Linked DNA regions of Mus musculus: all the other regions are linked to region 3. Evidence: chromatin contacts called from public promoter capture Hi-C data. All regions are on one chromosome and are shown on one strand. The core of a region is the stretch at or near the end of the contact, and the rest is flanking DNA. Distances in the headings are between cores, read along the strand shown. Region 1 holds the start of Fam20b (family with sequence similarity 20, member B). Region 2 holds the start of Acbd6 (acyl-Coenzyme A binding domain containing 6). Region 3 holds the start of Fam163a (family with sequence similarity 163, member A).

The links. Promoter capture Hi-C pulls out the DNA fragments that hold promoters and counts their contacts.
Region 1: a contact with region 3 is called in a promoter capture Hi-C map of embryonic stem cells, with 2.1 times the contacts expected there. The contact joins the promoter of Fam20b here to the promoter of Fam163a in region 3. A contact is called at or near these places in 2 of 39 promoter capture datasets (the HPC-7 cell line and embryonic stem cells).
Region 2: a promoter capture Hi-C map of embryonic stem cells shows a contact between it and region 3, with 4 times the contacts expected there. The contact joins the promoter of Acbd6 here to the promoter of Fam163a in region 3.

Annotation. Positions count from the first base shown.
Region 1 is chr1:156,717,599-156,721,687 of GRCm38.p6, reverse strand. Fam20b (family with sequence similarity 20, member B) reads left to right here and starts at 2,778. Exons shown (of 8, transcript NM_145413.4): 1 at 2,778-2,822.
Region 2 is chr1:155,556,740-155,560,772 of GRCm38.p6, reverse strand. It overlaps Acbd6 (acyl-Coenzyme A binding domain containing 6), which reads right to left and starts at 2,653. Exons shown (of 8, transcript NM_028250.3): 1 at 1,914-2,653. The coding sequence starts at 2,135.
Region 3 is chr1:156,202,530-156,206,583 of GRCm38.p6, reverse strand. It overlaps Fam163a (family with sequence similarity 163, member A), which reads left to right and starts at 1,558. Exons shown (of 5, transcript NM_177838.3): 1 at 1,558-1,754.

The sequences.
Region 1 (4,089 bases), core at 1,529-4,028, 510 kb before region 3:
CTGGCGGTACAACACTGTCTTTGGCATTAAACAACTTTGTACCCGTGAGAACAGTATCCTGCAAAGCCTTAATAAACCATGCCACTAGAGAGGGCCACCCGAAGCCCCGGGCTCCCAGGAGGCACAGCTGGGAAGCCCAGGGAAGACCTCAAATGGTATGGAGAGCTATTCAGCAGTCATTCCCAAGGCTGGGTGAAGGAGGATTCTCACTGGCAGGGAGAGCGAAGCTGGTGAGCCTTGTGGAGGGGAATTTAAGGTTTGCATGAGAGAGGTGTGCTGGGGCTGTAAATGCCAAGCAGGGAGGCTCCTGCCACAGGCTAGCTTCTGGTAGAGTTCCATGCTTGGGCTCATTGCTAATGTTCCCCTGATGAGGGCGGTTCCCACTGCTCTTCGTGGGAGGGGGGACAGCCAGTCTCTTACTCTGGATTCAATTCCATGAGCTGCCGCACATGCTCCTGGAAAAGGTGCTCCATTACATAAAGTCACAGTCTGTGGCTTTAAGAACAGTGAAGTTTGGGGGCAGAGGAGAGAAAGGTCGTGAGAAGATTAGCTTGATACTTAAAACCACAGCACATCCCATGACTTGGGACAGTAATACAACCCTTCCAGTACTCTGACTTCTAGAAGGAACTCATTGAGCCGGCAAGCTTCTGTGGGATGGGGCCCTCTTCATCTCCAAACAGTCGAAGTTTAGTCTGATGCCTGCCACTTGACATGCATTCGACAGTCAAATGAATGAGTGAACGCACCTACCCTGGGTTATCTGCCCAGGATATCGGTTATAACTTCTCATAACACCGCACAACTTTGAGTTCATATTGTTAATCTTCATTCCCATCCAGACTTTGCTCACCCCCATCCTTCCTCCCTCATACCAGTCCACACTCTTCTCAGACTCAGAATCTGTGTTGCATAATTTAGGTGTCCTGTCCTCCTCGCAGGGACGTCCTGTGTCCTAATCACTCATGCTCCTTACTTAAATGACCACATCCCTTACAACACTGAGAATATATTGACTATAAGTGATGTCATGAGCCTGAGGGGCAAAAACTGACATCATGGAGTGTCAGGCCCTGTGTAATATGCACCTGACTGGATTGCCTCCATGGACCAAAAACCCTCTTTCTCTGAGAATCCTTCAACACAGATGGGTGTCATCTCCCCCAAGGCAGGTTTCAGGATGAGCAATGACAGGAGCAGGGTCCTTCTTCAGTGTCAATGGAATGACAGAGAAGACGGAGCACTGTTAGTCACACAGTCTCAAAGAAAGTGTTGGCTTCCTCTTTTGCCTCATGGTTTTCTGGCCCAGAAGAGCTGGCTGCAAGCAGACCCATGTGCCTGTTAAGAAATAAGGCAGACTCTCATCACCATCCAGCCAATTTTCCCAAGAATTGTGCTTTCCATTGTCGGATAATGGCCTCAACCCTTTTCAACTCTATCCAGTAAAAGCTGACACAGGGCTGTCTACGCTGCCCTTTGTACGCCTTGCAGTGATGAGTGCTTCCAGCAGTGATTAAAGCTGCTTTCCCTCACTAAGTCTTCTGGGGTAGGGTGTCAAGTCCAATAGTTTCTCTGGGTGTCCTGATCGAAAGTGCTACACACACACACACACACATTAAACTAACTTCACACAATAATTGTATTTTCTCCACACATTTACTATTTAAATCTCACCACAATCCTGTCAAGTAGGTACTGTGTTTAACTTCCATTTCCCAAGGAGCCTTATACTCAGAGGCACTACATGACATGCCCAGTGGCATACAGTGGGGGGTGGGAGGGAGGGAGAGAGAGAGGGAGAGAGAGAGAGATCGTTTCTTTCCCTCTTGAAAGAAATTCCTGCTTAGTCCCCAAACTCCCCCCCCCCCCGCACAAATCATATCCAATGTAGAACGTACACCATAATATTTTAGGGTCAAACAGACTACATGGAAGCTGTCTATATGGTGAATAAACGTATGCATTATACAGTAGCTACTGTGTGTGGAGTGGACACACGTTAAGGGGAGGAGCAGCTCATTGACTCTTCAGGAGCCTAGTGGGTGAGTGCAGGGCACTGGAAACCAAGTCGCGCTGGATTTGCCCTCTTAGGGCTTACAGTCCATTGCAAGGCACAAACATTAAAAAAAAAAAAGCTATTATAATAAAATAAACAGGATTTTGTTAAGAGCTACTGAAAAGGTACAGTAGGGGAGCTCTGCTCTGGGCCAAAGCTGGAGCGATTTCCAAGGTGGGAAGTCTGGCCTCTTTTGGTCAGGGAAGGGCACTTTGGGGCAGAATCTCCAAGGAGAAGTCAAGGCAGAGCGAAAGAAAGAAGAAATTATCTCTTCAGAATAGGACTTCACCTAGATGACTGCAGGAAAGAAATTGTGAAGGTAAGAGAGAAGCCAGAAGCTAGTTTATGTAAACAGGCTTGGAGAAATCCGCCGACGGTGTCTGCGGAGCCCAGCGCTGCAGGAATGAGGGTGAAAGGGTTAAAGGGGGCGGTCCGGAGCTGCCCGGTAGTCCCGCCTACCCGCAACGGGGGCGGAGCTGCGCCGGGTGCGCACTGGGATTGGCTGCAGGGAGGGCGTTCCGCTAGGACCGTACCAACAGCCAGGCAGCGCGGAGGCGGGGGTGGGTGTGGAGCGGCCGGCTCCGCGGGGAGCGGCGACCGGGGAATGGCCGGGCCGGCGGTGGGCGGGAGCCGCAGTGGTGGCGGCGGCGGCCCGGGGCGGTGAGTGCGGCGTGGGGCTGCCCCTCCCCGGAGGCGGCGGGGGCGGCCGGGGCCGCGCCTCACCGCACCGCGCGGGCGGCTATGGAGCGAGCCTGAGGCCCGCCAGGTGAGTGGCGCGGTTGGAGAGGGCGCGCGACCCCTCGCCCGGGAACGACGGGAAGGAGGGAGGGAGGGAGGGAAAGCGCGGGCGGCGGGGGGCGGGGCACCTCCCTCAGGGGCCGGATGCGGGGCTGCGGGCGATCGGGAGTCCTTGCGGTGACCGGTGCTCGCTGCTAAGGACGGTCCCCAGAGGCTCCTGGCCCTGGTGTCGCCCTTCTGTCACACGAAGCCGGTGTCGGCGGCCCGGCGGGCAGCGCGCTCTAGCTCGGTCCCTACGCCGCCCTCCTGGTGGCCGAGGAGCGCGCTCTCGCTGAGCCCCTACGGGGCCCGCTTGGTGGTCGGGGAGCGCGAGTGACCTGCAGGCCCTGGGCCGGAGAGGGCAGCGGTGTCCTGCGGTCGTGCGCTCAGAGCGCCAAGGGGCACAACTTAGGATGAGACTGTGCAGAGTGGGCTGCGCTGGCGGTTTCATTTCCGGGTGTGATGGCCCGGCGATTAAGAGCGAGCCCAGACGTTGCCTTGAAGATGAATGCGAACGTTGTCAAGCTGTGTCCTTGATTGTGGAGTCTGATAAGACATTCTTTTTAATCTGGAGTCAGTGATCTGTCAGGCTCCTGATAAAAACGAAGAAAAGGGGGGGGGGAACAACAGGGCGTGGATGGTCCTTATACAATTACTTCGTTTAAAGACTTATGTCTCCAGTAGGATGGGTAAGGCGTTTACAATTTGGGAAAAGGATATGTTTAACACTGTCACTTGGATCTAGGGCCAGGTGTGAGGGTCATCTCTACTCAGCCAGGTTCCCTCCGGAGATTTGATAGCTCACGTTGGAAGAAAGAAATAATGCGATCTTTTCACGATTGAGGTCTACGGCTTTATAATACAACCGAGAATCCGGAAAGTCAAGATTGTCAATAATTAACCATGCCTACATTGCTTGGGTTGTAATTTCACATTGAGCTCAATGTGCTTGCCATTCCCTGAATTTATGCAAGCCGGGTGAGCAAGCTGAAAGCACTTGTGCATGTTATCGTCCTGAGAAACAGGTTCAGGCATTAAAGATGCTAAATTATTTGCATAGGCTCTAAATCAATTTAGGGCAAATTTAAAATTATTGTATTAAATTAATAACTTTCTTAAAGTTTGTGAAGATGTTGGGTTTTGTGTCCCAGAACTGTTACCTGAAAACAAGATGCGGGTTCACATTAGAAAATACTTATCACAGGAGAACAGTGTGGGGTGGGGGTGAGGGAGGGGGAGGGGGGATTAGTCGTCCC
Region 2 (4,033 bases), core at 1,404-3,903, 650 kb after region 3:
TCTACTTTTCCTTTGACAACTCAAACATTGCCACTGGCAATGAACATTTACATCTGTCTTCCAGGTTTACTTCATCTTCAAGAAACCATCTGCCAAACACCCAAATCTAAACAGAGTTCACAGAGTTTTTGTTAAATAAAAATGAAGTCTGAGGGGACTGGAGAGATGGCTCAATGGTTAAGAGCACTGTCTGCTCTTCCAGAGGTCTTGAGTTCAATTCCCAGCAAAAGCACATGGTGGCTCACAATCCTGGAATCTATCCTGGGATCTAATGCAGTCTTCTGGCATGCATGTAGGTGTACAAACAGATAAACCACTCATATACATAAAATGAATAAACATTAAAAAAACAAAGAAGTCCAAGGACTTTGTAATTCAATTCTATCTGATTTTCCTCAATTTCCTTAAAATAACCAATGTAATCAGGTATGTAGCAGAAGTGCTTACCTGTTCTTCCCATTACACAACTTTTTGTTTGTTTCGAGACAGAGTCTTACCATGTTGCTCCATCTAGCCTGCAGCTTGCTGTCTTGATCTCATGGAGATAACCTGCCTTTGCTTCCCCAAGCCGCTGGGGTGAAGGGTATGTGCCAGCATACCTGGCATCACACAAAATCCTTGCACAGGGATATCTCTCAGTCCACATCATTACTAGCATGTGCTCATAATAACCATCAGTCCTGTAAGAAGACGTCCTCTACCCAGAATCTCAAGTTCAAGACTACAGGACAGTTCAGTGTGTAGCCAACCGTGCTTGCTACCAAGCCTGACAACCTTAGCTGAATCCCTAGGACCCACATGGTTAAAGGAGAGAGCCAACTCCTGCAAGTTGTCCTCTGACCTACACTGACACACACAAACTCAATAAAAACATAATTAGAAATACAGGAGGGTTCTCATGACTACCTTAAAAAAAAAAGAGTTCAGGAGAAATATATGTAACTATACCATAAGCATTTTTTTATTCTAATAAAATAAAAGAGACTACTATCCAGAACGTCATTTCTTTCAAAGTTCCAAAGAGCTGGGGTTTTCCTATTTTCCTAATCATCGATTTTCTTTTCACATTTGCATCTAGATTCCTTAACTAATCCTGTAAGCTTCTTAAAGGCAGTGTCATGATGTTCTTTCATCTTTGCATTCTCTATAGACAGAACACCCAGTGTTCTGCTGAACTGTATCTGTCCACTGAAGGAAGGCAATAGTCTTTCCTTCTGGTACCTAACCTTGAAAGATAAATTAGTCTTATGTTTATAACTCAAACCTGTCCTTACTTTATCGGGTAAAATTCAGTTTTAGAGACAAAAACTACACTTTAATTCTGATATATCCATGTAACTTTCTAAACTGCCTACTCCCCTGGGTTTTCTATTTGGAAATGAAAGTGATTCAGGAAGCTGAGTGGAGAGTTAGTTCATCACCAGACCTCCATGTTACCTGCATGGAGCCCTTAATTTTAAAAATGTGGAGGGACTATATCTAGCAGGACCAAATTCAGCCAAAAACATAACAACTATATTTAGAGTTCCTAAGAATCATAATAGTAATATTGTTAGCATCTTATACACAGTAATGTTCTCTTAAATTTCAAACTTATTATTAACATTACCATGTTTCCTATCACATGTCCTTCTGGCAACAGCGAATGCCAAATTTTATTTTATCATCCTCATTTTGTAAAGGTTCAGAGGCAAGGCCACTGAAACATTGTCATTCAGTGCCCGGCTACATAAATATTCGTTGGATATCAGAGAGATTATTCCATGTCCAGAATGATGCTATTCTCCAGGGTAAAAAACAAAAACAACAAACACACACATACAAACTTCATTACGCTCGACCATTAGCCACGCAATCTGCTACTAAGTTTTTGGAGGAAACAGCCCACGTCCTCTCATCCACCCATCTTTTACCTGCTTGAACCTGGCATACAGGTACAGGAGCTGCTCCCGGCTGGCTACCTGAACCAGGCCTTGGACGTGTGCGGCAGCCTTCTCAAACAGCTCGGCCAAACTCCGGGTCCCCTCGGCCTCGGGGGTCTGGAAGGATTCCATATCACCAGAGTCGTCCCCGGAGCTCAGTTCCCCACCGCTGTCGCCTGTGGTGGCCCCCGAGGGTAGGAACGGTGTGGCCATGTTCACTAGCTCGCTGTGGCCGGTCCTCCCCGGTGTGGCGCGGGTTCCCGGGCCTGATCCACCGGTCCGGGTGCGGAGCTCGAGCGGGAGTGGGAACGCAGTGAGCTGTCTGGCGGTCTCAGGTGATTCTGCCACTCCGCCTACCCGGGCGCACAGGACCGCCCCGTCCTCCCCCGGTTTCCCCTCGGGCTTCGCCCGGGTCGCTCCAACGGTGCGGGGTCTGGAGGCCGCTCGGCTGGAAGATGAGGGGAAGCCGGCGGCGCGGCGCGTGCGGCTGGGACGGGAGCTGGGAGGTGAAGCGGGGCGCGAGCTCGGCGGGTCGGACGCGCACCCGGGCACGCGCCGGTGGATACGGGGCCCCGCCTGCTCCGCTAGCGTGGGTTGCGGCGGCCGCGGTGCGGGATGGAGATACGGGCCTCGGTGACAGACAGGGGACGTCGCTCGTGGTTTTGGGGGGGACTTCGGAGTCACAAACTCCGGAACTCACCCGGATAGGGCCCCCAGGGGAAAGGGAAGGAGGCGGTCCATTAGTGTAGCTGCTAGAGTAGAGTCGCGGGAAACAGAGAGCTGAGGACAAAGGTTCCGCCGTTTCCTAACCACCCACTCTGACTTAAAATAGCGAGTCACCAACAGATGGAAACCTTCCTTCACTGCCCCACCGTGTGTCTAAATGGTTAGATGACTCTCTCCCATCAGTGTTTTGTTTTCCAAACTTGCTGCCCCCTCATTTCCCAGCGCTTTGAGAGAAGGCATCACCAGGCCCCCAAACCTGCATCATCTCATCTCAGTTGTGCCTCACCAGGCCCCCAAACCTGCATCGTCTCATCTCAGTTGTGCCTGTGCTTCTTGAAGTGAAACCCAGTTCTATAGCTCTGCCGGAAAGGAACAGATCTTTCCACGTCCAGCACACTGTCAAAAAGAAAAAGTGTATGCATACACAAAGTTCATTACGTCTACACGCAGACCGTGTACATTTGCTATCAGTTTTTACGAAAAGCACGTTTTGGTACTCTCTCCTGCAGGAATTTGAGAACCCCAATGTGGAATGTCGCTTGAAGAAACTGCTCTCAGTTTTTGGGGTGTCTCACATCAACTGTGTGTGTGTGTGTGTGTGTGTGTGTGTGTGTGTGTGTGTGTGTGTGTGTGTGTGTGTTGTTACTAGTAGTACTAGTAGTGGTGCTAGTAGTAGTAGTAGCTTTCACCAACCCAAAAGCTAAGAATGTCGTCAACTATCTTCTTGGGCCTGTAGGAAAGTTTTCCCCGTCTCAGTGTTACTGCTTCTCTGTGTACCCGCCAATGTATTTTTAGTTTGCTTTGATTTATGACTTTCTTTGTTCTGTAAAACTATGAAACTGTTTCCACATTGGAACTTGGAATTTGGGGTAACCTAAATTTGTAGTCACTCGAAGTGACTCCAGAATAAACTATTATTTATCTTTAAGATGAGTGTGGTGATTTGAGTAAGAGTGGCCCCAATAGGCTCATATACTCGAACGCGTGGTTATCGGGAAGTGGTACTACTTGTGAAAGATTAGGAGATAGGGCCTTGTTGGAGGAAGTGTGTCAATGAGCTTTCAAAAGCTCAACCCAAACCCAGTGGCTCACTCTTCCTGCTCCCTGTAGATCTGAGATGTACACCTCTCAGCTGCCTCTCCAGCACCACGTCTGCCTTCGTGCTGCCATACTTCCACCATGATGAAAATGGACTAACCCGCTGAAACTGTAAGCCAGCCCCAATTAAATGCTTTCTTTAATAAGAGTTGTGGTCATGATGTCTCTTCACAGCAATAGAAACCCTAACTAAGATAATGAGGGATGTGATTTTGGTATCAGCAGTGGCTAGTATGTTCTAAATATGGTAGAGACACACACTCATGTGTAGTCATTTATCACTAGTA
Region 3 (4,054 bases), core at 309-2,808:
ATAGACAAAACTCTAAAGGCACACGAGGATGTGATACAGCTAGGATGGTGGCTACTGTGGGACCAGGGACTTGGGAAGTGGGAGAGGTAGTGGAGTGACTTTGGGTTCTGGCACTAACTGGAATGGTAATTACATAGATGTTTGACTTTAATGAGCCATTAGCCTGTGCACATACTTGTCTTGTTTTACTGTTTAAAGGTCTGTGATAAAATTGCAGGATTCTCATACTGTGTTCTTTTGCCTTCAAAAAGGAGATGAGAAAGATGTGCTGGTGTGAGATTCCACTGTGGTGAGAAAAGGTGGTACACAGAGGAAATGTGGGCTGCATATTTAAAACCTGTGAAGAGAAAGTAATGAGGTTCTGAACTACAGAAGTTCCCCTGCAGGGGCGGGGTGGAGGGGGAATGAGATGAGTAGTCTACCCTGGTGACATCTTTCTTATTCCTTGATCGGATCACACTGGGGACCTATCATGTCTCGTGTTTGGAATTTCATTTTGGTTTCTCAAATCTGCGGTCTTTCCCTCGAACCACTCAGACTATGCAGGATGTGAAGAAGAAAACATCCTGACTGTAGTGGGGGAAAAAGCCGAGCTTATCCTGCAGGACCCAGCTTCTCCTTCCTCTGAATCGTCAGGGTTTGTGAAACAAGCCTGTGAAGTGGGTAGGATTCTGAGAAAGGAATTCTGGCCTGAGAAGCTTTGGCTAGGCTAACTTCCTTCCCTCTCCTCCTGTCCTGTTCTCCAAGGAAACCTTCCAACGACTACCAGCACAATTTTCCTGTTTGGGGTACAGTTCACAGGCACCTCTCAGTTGTAAAGCACTTGTTGCCAAGTCTGACCACCTGAGTTTAATCCCTGGGACCCACAGGGTGTAAGGAAAGAACTGATTCCAGCAAGGCTATAGTATGGACATCTACATATACATGCATGCATGCATGCATACATACATACATACATACATACATACATACATACATGTAAAAAAATTAAGGAGACATCAGTAAAGAAATCCCTATCATCACTAACGTTCCTCTTGTCTCTTTCCTGACAGATCTGACACGCACATACTCTAACTCTGCCCCCTCCACGAGGGACCTCAGCTGTCACTAGACTCCCTGGCCTAGATGTGCCTTGAAGGTAGCTGTTGAGGTGATCCCCCTTCAGTGGACAGCTACGCACTCTGGCGCCTAAACTCTCTTTCGAGATTTTCCATTCTGGACCCCGTCTGCAGCTCCCTAAGTCCCCACTACTGAGTCATCCCTGGAGAGCCCCGACTGCTGGGCTCTGTGTTTCTTGGGCTAAAAGGCTGCGAACCTGAGTGAGAGATTTTTCTGGACCATCACTCCAGCTGACCCATCACCCCACTAAGAGCAATCCTCCTTGCGGGTTGGGGATTCTCTCAGGACACCCTCTAGCTCCTATCACCTGCCCCCATCCTCGGCCACCTGGAGGAGCCAGGAGATTCAAGGTTGGGTACCCAGCCAGTGCTCTCAGAGCCGGGGCGGGCAGAGCAGCCTCACGTGGGCCGGCAGGGCCACCGGCGCTGGGAGGAAGGCGCGCAGAGTCCAGGGCAGCGCTGAGTGGGAGCCACGGCAAGAGCCACGGCGGAGAGAAGCCCGGACCCGGGGACCCAGGAGGCAATTTCCTACGCAGAGGGAGTGAGGCGGCGCGGCGGAGCAGCAGACGGATCTCTGGGCTCGGTGCGTGGATGTGCCCGGCGCTAGAGCGCTGTCGGGGGCGCCTGAACACCTAGGTAAGCGCGCCCCGGCGCCGCCTTGCGCAGAGCACCCGCCTTAACCGGGCTCCGCGTCCTGGCTCCCGCAGCAGCTCCTAGAGGCGCTGGTGGGAGGCTGCGGGCTGCCGGCCCCTGGAGCCCCTCGCTTCCACCGGTCCTCACCGATCAGCCCCTCACCACTTTCCCTGCTCCGGCCTTCTTTCATGGGGATGCGGAGGCTGAGCCTTGGTGCTGGCGACACTCTGGGACCCTAGGAGACCACTCGCAGGGCAAGCGACACTGGATGTCCCCCCCACCCCGATCTCCTAGGCAATGGGTGGGTGCGGGGGGTTGGAGAGCGCTGCCCTGCTCATGGGCAGCCGTCGGTTGATGCCTCCAGGTTCCAGCAGGCTTGCTAGAGATTTTCCTGAAGTTTTACGAAATAATGAGGGCAGAGGTGCTTCAAGGGGCGGGATGTGTGGGCACAACAACGGGAGGGAGTTCGAGGACAGTTGTCTTTGCCAGAGACTCCGGGTCCAGGGCAGCCGGAGGTTCCTGGCTGTTTAGAGGTCCAGCTCCCTGCCAGGTTCATTGCCTGCTTGCTTCTGGACCCCCGGAACCATCTCTTGTATCTGCATCCCTGACCCTGTGTCAGTCGCAAGGAAGCTTCAGCTAGTGGCATTAAGGCTTGACCCAAATAGAGACCAGGGACCAAGGGACAAAGTCTTGGAGTCTGCTGCTGGGTCCTGGTCACCCCAAGCTTTACTGCTAATGTTGGTGCTCTACAAGACTCCCTAGAAGGGTGGTGTCCTCAGAGCTCTGAGACCCAGAAGACAAAGAAGAAAAGCCGGAAAGAAACATAAGAACTATCAGCTCCCAGGGCTATTCATCCCCTTTGATTGTGACTGGGGAGTGGGGGAGGGCATTGTTTTTGTTTGTTTTGGTGTTTGGTCTCGCCAGGACATTCCTTTTCTCTGCGTGGACCTGTGGGGCCCTGGACATTTGTGCTTCTTAACAGGTTTGATGTGGCAGGTAACCAATTCAGACCCATTCTCTAGGTTTTCCATTCTGTGAGGACAGCAGACCCTCTCCTCGTTCAGGACCACATTACTGGCCTGACTGTAGGAGAACAGGAACTGGGGGTCTTTCAAGTAGGCTGAGGGGTTCCAGGGAGGCAACCCGGTAACTGGCAGGGATTGATGTGTGCCGTGGGATCTCTGGATCCTGCCTGTGTCAGAGCCGGTCCCAGGAGAGACAATTCCAGACACAATAGGAGGAAGTATGAGAAAACATTGATGGGTGACAGATACTTCACTAAAGAGCCCCTGGGCTTTGCAGTCTTCGGAGAAAAGACAGCCCCTTTCCATTACTAAAGAAGTTTTGGAAGTCACAGAGGTTTTAATCCTGTTCTTTTCATTCCAGCCATAGGTGAACCAAAGGAAAGAAGGAACAAAGGCACACTCTGATAACTTCTAATTCCCCAGCCTCCTCTCCCAGCCCCCATTGCAGGAGAGGCGCTAAGCCGGCATGCAGAGGCGGGTCACTGTCAGTATCCAGAGAGAAACCAAATGTGGGCTCCTGATGGTTCAGATGTGCATTAGGCGAATCCCCATCAGCACTCTCTCAGTTCCCTGCCCACTCCAGGAACGTGCTCATAATTTCCACCATCCTAGGGAAAGCCAGAAGATGCCGTCTGCCTGAATGGAAAACTTCTGGGTCCTCTGAGGAGAGGGATACTGGTGCAAATAGAAACCATGGCTGGCTGTGGGCGTTGATGCCAAAACTAGAGATTTGCCTTTGATGACCTTGGAAATAATATCCTGAAAAGGCTGGCGTCCCAGGAGTGTGTGGTCCCTGGTGTGTTGTCAGAGGATTCTGTGTTATCTCTCGCCTGTCCATCTGTAATTGAAAAGGAGCATTGTCCCTTTGTGTACAAACACCCTCTGGCAATAAGGAAAGCCTGCCCAGGGACAAGCAGCTAGCCTTCACTCAGAGGCCCACAGTAGAGCTTAGTGATCTAATTCAGGCTGTGGAAGAGGCTAGGAGGCTCAGAAGGAGCTGGGAAGGCTCTAGTTGACCACTTGCCTGGGGGTGGGGTGGGGAGCCATTTGATCTTGGCCAGGGAGTGAGCATCCTTTGTGAAAAGTATCCAGGGGCTAACTCTGATTATTATTCCTGGTTATTAACTCCCAGGAAAGCCGCTACTGTTTAAGTACCATTATTAAGTGCCTTCTGTGTGCCAGATGCAAGGCACTGCAAAATCAATATTACCTCCATTTTTAACGTGAGGAGACTGAATTTGGGAGGCATAAAATAATTTGCAAAGATCATAAAATAAG